Regions from separate parts of the Sus scrofa genome. Here region 2 is linked to region 1. A link is a contact called in public Hi-C data. All regions are on one chromosome and are shown on one strand. The core of a region is the stretch at or near the end of the contact, and the rest is flanking DNA. Distances in the headings are between cores, read along the strand shown. Region 1 holds the start of NDUFB6 (NADH:ubiquinone oxidoreductase subunit B6). Region 2 holds the start of TMEM215 (transmembrane protein 215).

Region 1 (3,558 bases), core at 1,006-3,505:
CAGATCTGGGCCACATCTTTAGCCTGCACCACAGCTCTCCACAACTCCAGGTCCTTAACCTATTGAGCAAGGCCAGGGATCAAACCTGTATCTTCATGGATACTAGTTGTGTTCTTAACTTTCAGAGCCACAGTGGGATCTCCTAAAATGTTTTAATTTCTAATTCAGTGAACATCAATAGATATAACCCACATAAACAAAAGTTCTTTGGGGCATCAACAACTTTAGGAATTTTAAGAGATTCGGGGGAATTCCCATCATGGTACATCAGAAACGAATCTGACTAGGAACCATGAGGTTTCAGGTTCGATCCTTGGCCTCACTCAGCGGTGCCATGAGCTGTGGTGTAGGTCACAGAAGTGCCTCGGATCTGAGGTTGCCGTGGCTCTGGTGTTGGCCGGCAGCTGCAGCTCCCATTAGACCCCTGGACTGGGAACCTCCATATGCCACAGGTGCAGCCCTAAAAAAACAAAAGACCAAAAAAAAAAAAAAATAGATTTGGGGAGCAAAATGTTTGAGAACTGCCACTCCAAGGAATACTTGGTTCCTTTTAATGGAAAATGGTATTTAAAGATCACAATCTAGGAACTAAAGATGTTCAAGGTTACTGGGTTGGCCATTGTTTTTAGCCATTTCAATGGGGAGCACTAAGACAAAAATTATATATATTTAAAGATGAAATACATCATTAGTTAATACTGACTCTGTCCAAATTTAGGACTACAGAGTTTTAACTTAAACTCATACAATTTATCTTTGTATCTCCTTTCTCTCATAACACAAATCCCGGCCTAAACGTTTATTTTCAGTTGCAGGTTAACAATACCATCACCACCATCACTATCAAGGATATGGTTACTTAAAACAGTTTGACTTCTTTCTTTCTCTTTTCTTTCTTTTTCTTTCTCTTTCTTTCCTTTCTTTCTTTCTTGCAGTTCTTTTTGTCTTTGAAGTATACCTCTCTATGGATGTACAATAATGTGATGATTTAAAGTTACCTGAAGTGGGAGTCCCCATTGTGGCTCAGTTGTAACGAAACTGGTTAGTATCCATCAGGAGGCAGGTTCGTTCCATCCCTGGCCCTGCTCAGTGGGTTAAGGATCTGGCGTTTGCAGTGAGTGGTGGCGTAGGTCGAAGACTCAGCTCAGATTTGGTGTTGCTGTGGCTGTGGTGTAGGTTGGTGGCTGCAGCTCTGATTCAACCCCTAAGACTGAGAACTTCCATATATCTCAGGTACAGTCCTAAAACGCAAAAATAAAGTTACCTGAAGTGGTGTGTGTTTTTGAAATTATGCCGCCAAGCAGTCAGATCCATCTATTTTTACTTTTGATTTTTAGAGGGTGCTTTTTAAAAACCAATTTGGAGACGTTTAGCTTCTATCCTTCTTGTTTCTAGCCTACCCCCTTCCTCTTCCTATAGGTAACATTAAAAAAAAAAGTAATTTTCCTTTCCATTATTTTAAAAACTTGAACAAACATATGTATATATATACATTTAGTATCACTACCACCCTCCCCTTTTTGGATAAAAGGTAGCATACTATACATACTTCTCTCCGTTTAGCTTTTTTCTCTTAACAACTTATGTACTCAGTAGCTCTCTCCAGTTTTATACAAAGCATTTCATTTAGTTATTGTACCACAACTTATTCAGCCAGCCCTTTACTGAGAAATTGAGCGGTAATTTACAGGATTTTATTATAAAGAGTGCTGCAGTTTGTGCACATTCTTTTCATATTTTTACCGCTGTATCTTTAGACTAGAGGTCTAGAAGTGGGATTGCTGGTACGAAGGGTGAACGTGTCTAATTCTGCTGGATAGTAAGCGACTTTCTACTTCTGCAGTACTGATGAAGGAACAGACGAGACAGCTGCTCAAGGACTCTTTACCAGAACATGGATGTAAAGGGTCCCCCACATACTCTAGGTTACGGGAAGAGGACGAATTCCAAGGTGGGAGAGGCAAATGAATTTTGCATGTAGAAGTCACTCATTGAGTCACATATTCACATACTTCCAGCTCCCAATACACCAGTTCTTCCTGGTCAGAGCGTTTAGTACACTGACCTCTGATACTTCCTGTTTTTCATTACTTCCCTCCTCATCCGGTAGCTAACTGTCTGCCAGTAACCGCCTCTCTCTGGAAATCTGGGCGCGTAAAGCGGTGCGGGGGTCTGCAGGAGTTTGCGCATGCCTAGTCACTACGCGCAGATTGGAGCCGCTCGAGGGCAGGACCCCAGTGACGTCGTAACGGCGCGCCGCTCCCAGGTGTCCTCGCAAGGTCGCTTTGCAGAAGGGGAAGCGCGCGTATGTGACAGGACCCTCGTTCAGGGGCGCGCCGTGTCTTGCTTCCTTGGTACCGGCGGCGACATGTCGGGATATACGCCCGACGAGAAACTGCGACTGCAGCAGCTGCGAGAGCTGAGAAGGCGATGGCTGAAGGATCAGGAGCTGAGCCCCCGGGAACCGGTGCTGCCCCCGCGGCGGGTGTGGCCTATGGAGCAATTCTGGAATAAGTTTTTGCAGGATGGAGCCCCCTGGAAGAACGTGGTGAGTGATGGCCCTCTCCCACCCCCGCCCCGTCGCGGTCCCCAGCCTGGCTGCTGTGACGCCTGCTCTCTGTAGCAACATTAGGTAGGGACTGATTCTCCCTTTCCCCGAAAGTACTGGTAGTTTCCCAAGGGGGAATTAGGTTCTGCCGAGACTTGGGTGTAGTGGGAACGCTGTCTGGTTCCTAGAGTCTTGGCCTGGGGGTCAGGAGTCCGGAGCACGTTTGGCTTTGGGATTGTCATACCATTTAACTGTCAGGTGTGATGAGTAGGAGGTGAATCTTTGCCTGGGTTTTACAGGATGGTGCAGCCTTGCATCTCTTTTGACTGTGGGAATCTTCCCTCAGAATGGTAGCCAAGGATTCACTAGAGTTAAAATTCAGTGATTTCGGTATTTGAGGACATTTGTCTGATCTTTGAGGTTGAGATTATAGAAACTAACTGCCATTACACCGAACCTAGAAGACAGTGTGCTTCTAACTGGTAGTACAGCTCCATGTAATCATCTTATAAGAATGGGTCCTATTGGGTTCTTACTTTATGCCTGACATTTTTCAAGGGTTTTACATGTGTTACTTAATTTTATTTTGGACTCCTGTAAGGTAGAAATTGGTCCTAATCTTAATTTTAAGTGTGGAAACTGAGGCCTACAAAAATTCAGTGATGTAGCCATGGTCTCAGGGTGAGGAATTCGAGTTCACATTGAAATCCATGTGTATCTACTTTCTTACTGAGCTACGAAGTCTGGTGCACATTTTTCTGAGCAAGTGGTATTAGATACTTATTTACGGTGGTAAAATTAAACTCTAAGTCAACTCTCCTCTTTTCTCCCTTTGGATTTCTGACATTTTACTAACTGATTTGGCAACCACTGGTTGAAAGTTGACATACCACCCATCAAGCAAGCGATTTAAGGAAGTAAATAATAATTTGTTGAAATCTGACTTACTTCATGTTAACCTTTTCCATAATCATATCTATTATAACACTTAAAATTTAGATTGTCCTTTC
Region 2 (3,383 bases), core at 335-2,834, 180 kb before region 1:
TTTGCACACCCATCACATACCAGGTTAGTTTCTAACAGTGTGAAGGCTGCTGGAGCAGGGCAGTTTCCTTCCAATGGGAGCTGCGTGTAGTCATGTATCTGTCAACACAGCAACCCTCTTATGCAAAGCTTAGACTATTGTCTCGTGATCCCACCTGCCTTGGCTCTGATTGATGTAACAACAGTATCTGTCATAGGGGCTGTTCTGCTTGTAGGAGCAAACAATGATACTGTCCTGGGGCACAAAGAAGATGCTGTCCTCGGGCTCAGGGCACTCAGACTTGTCCCAGGCTGAGCACTTGACGTCCAAGGCACTGTAGGTGATGGAACTGCCTGAGGGACAGTAGCCATCCAGGTATCTGGATGTCTCCTCTCGATGCCTGCTCTGGACAGGGCTCTGACATTCTCCTTCCTTCATGGGTGTGGGGGTGGTGATGGAGCTGGCCCCAGGCACCTCGCCCTGCCCTTGGAGGGGAGGCTTCCCCCTGAGGCCCGCCTTCTTCGCCAGCTCATCTGAACTTCCCTTGCCTGACTCCAGGTCTGAAGGGGTCCTCAGCAGTTCCACCACCTCCTTATCCTTGGGTTTCCGGAAACAGGGCAACTTGCGGACCCATAGCAGCTCATTCTCCGGCCACTTGGTGCATCCCTCAGTTTTCCTGGCCAGGGCAATGGCCGCGATGCCTGGTAGGCAGATGGCTGGCCCTATGGCCAGGAGGGGGATGTTTCCCAGAGTCTCTCCTTTCATCCCAGAAACCGTGAACATGAAGCCAAAGACCAGGAAGACACTGACCAGGGCCACAACCAGACCAGTCCTTGGGTTAATGTCATCAGGCCGCATCTTTCACTCCATTCAGGTTGGGGGCTACCTGCTGGCCAGGGAGCAACGTTCTTCTCTACTGTCAGAGGCAAAACTGCACTGTGTTAAAAAACAAAACAAAACAAAAAACCCAAGTCAGTTTCCCAACCCAACTGTCTCTCTTACTCCTTGCCTCTGCCACTCTATCTGTATGTCAGTCAGGATCTCTGTCTCTGTTTCCCCCTCTTTCTCTGTCTCTTTCTTCCTAGCGCACCCCTGCCTCTCTCTCATACAGGCATCCACCGACTGGGGTCACTGAGGTACCTGAGGTTTCTTGTCGTCTCCCAGGAGCAGGGAAAGAAGCCAGTCTGAGTCTCCTTAAAAATCTCCACAGCAGCTGTCCCCTCGGCTCTCTCCCTTGTTTCTGGAAGGAAAGCCTGCCTTTTCCCACCGATTTTGCATCCAGGAGGTGGGACGTGGGAGCCTGTCTTTCCCAACTGTGCCCGTCGGTCTCCAGGGCTTTGGGAGCGGAGCAGTGTGCAGCCCAGCGCTCAGCTCTGCTCGCAGAGCGCGGGAGCTGAAGGGAGGAAGGACTTAATCTAGGAAAGAGGGAAAGCGGCTCGCGAGCCTGGCCTCGTTACATCACTTTCAGAGCAAGCTCAGAAACAAAGACGGACGCGCGGGGGCGCGAGGTGGTTAGACCCTGAGGAGAGGCCACCCGGGCAGAAGAGGCTGCTCAGGGTCCAGTCGAGATACTTGGAGCAGCCCGAGTTCTTCCCGCCTCTGCGCGGGATGGCTGAGCTGGGCGGCGGGACCCGCTTCCGCGCCCGAGGAGGGTCCGGGGTGCAAGGCTACCGCGGGCCGGAGAGCTTAAGTCGGGCCAGTTTGCCCACGGGGCAGCCTGGGCTTGGAGTCCATGGTCTGAGGGCAAGAGCTGCCAGCTGAAGATGTCCCTCGGGGACTTGGATCCTTCTCTAGTTACAGATCTGGATGAACTGATCCAACCTATAGCAGTTCACAGAAGGTTCCCGACCTCCCTGAACGTCGAGGCTCTCAGGGCTCGGAGGGCATGCTCCTCCAGGGTCCCGCTGCCCGCGGCAGTTCTGGTTTGGGGCGCTGGGTGGCAGTGGCGCGCAAAAGCGCTCTAGCAGCAGAGCAGGCTGCGTTGCCAGAGCACACCGAACTAGTGCCCAGGCTGAGTTAGTGGGCAGGGAGGTGCCAGGTCCTACTTGGGCCCTGGTCTTACAGCTCTGGATCCTAGAGGGGGGTGGACTTAAAGCCTGGATCCCACTCCAACACGATTGTGGTGCCAGCCTCGCCGGCTGGGTCAAGGAAAAAAGGGTCTCTAGCCCAGGCTCCCCATTCCTGCATTTCTAATACACAGGTAGTGAGGAGAAGGCAGGGCCTTAACTGGGCGGGTCAGGACAAGTAGCCCGAGATGCAGTTCTAGCTTTGTGCGATTCTCTCCTTTGCTGAACCTGGAGTCCTAACTCCTGAGCTTCCTCCCCAACCTCAGCAGGGGCTAGACTGGGGCTTACCCTAGCCCCAGGGGCAAGACTGGCTTTGGCCATGGTTCTTCAACTTTTGGGGAATTAATGAACTGGGTGTGGAGAGGTGGGAGTGGGGGATGAGGGGCGTGAGAGGGAGGAAACTACATTCTTTCAGGTAGGGCCCTGCCTTGGTGGAAAGAATTTTGACATCCAGACCTTTCCCACCTAAATTAGGTTTGTGTTCATTATTGGGCAAGTGACTTAAGCTGTCTGAGAATCAGTTGAACCATCTGTAAAATGAGACTATTAACTATCAAATATGTGAAGTAACAAACATTACGAGGACTAAATAAATGTAAAATTCCTAGCACAATACTTGGTACAGGATTCTTGTTAAAAAAAAAAAAGGATGAAATATATATTTGCATAGTATACGATAGTCAATGTAAGGCATGAGCCAAATCACAAAGAGCCTGTCTGTGGGGCTAGGGACTTTTGACTTTATCCAACAAGTACTGAAGAATTGTGGAAGCATTTTAAGCGGGAATCAACACAAAAGCATTCCCTGGTGACAGCAGATTAGAAGACAGGTTGGGAAGTCTCTATAGGACGACAGTTCAGTAAGCCAGGCAAGGCATCACATGGGTCTCAATGATGCGGGGATAGTAGGGTGGTAAGAAGAAAGTGAATTTGAAGGATGTTTAGGGTAGAATAAAGTGTTTTGGATCAAAGGAAGTGAGATGGCAGTAGAAGTCAAGCTTGACTCCCAAGTTTCCCACTCTTTCTGCTGAGTAGATCAGGAATAAGACTCAGTTTTTCCACTCCAGCCTCTATTGTGTGTGTCCCTGGTACTCAGGCTCATTAGGTAGCTGCTGTACCTTTGGACATAGAACCGTTATTTTGGAAAGAAGGAAGAAAGTGGGAAAGGCAAGGAGCAAAAGTGAGATGCCAGCTGTTTGATTATTTGTCCCAGGAAAATAATTCTTTTCCTGGCAGCCCCACTCAGTAGATAGACATCTGCTTATATCTAATGGGCCAGAAGGATGTCATGAGGTTACCTCTAGGTGCAAAGGAGCCTGGGAAATCAAGGTTTTGCTT

The links. Hi-C and Micro-C count contacts between places; a contact is called where the count stands out from the background.
Region 2: a Hi-C map of skeletal muscle shows a contact between it and region 1, with 4 times the contacts expected there. The contact joins the promoter of TMEM215 here to the promoter of NDUFB6 in region 1. A contact is called at or near these places in 1 of 5 promoter capture datasets (liver) and 8 of 47 Hi-C or Micro-C datasets (embryonic fibroblasts, fetal skeletal muscle, mesenteric adipose tissue and 5 more).

Annotation. Positions count from the first base shown.
Region 1 is chr10:33,847,088-33,850,645 of Sscrofa11.1, forward strand. NDUFB6 (NADH:ubiquinone oxidoreductase subunit B6) reads left to right here and starts at 2,256. Exons shown (of 4, transcript NM_001044554.2): 1 at 2,256-2,548. The coding sequence starts at 2,369.
Region 2 is chr10:33,668,926-33,672,308 of Sscrofa11.1, forward strand. It overlaps TMEM215 (transmembrane protein 215), which reads right to left and starts at 1,585. Exons shown (of 2, transcript XM_013980192.2): 1 at 1,120-1,585; 2 at 1-895. The coding sequence starts at 837. The coding sequence ends at 130.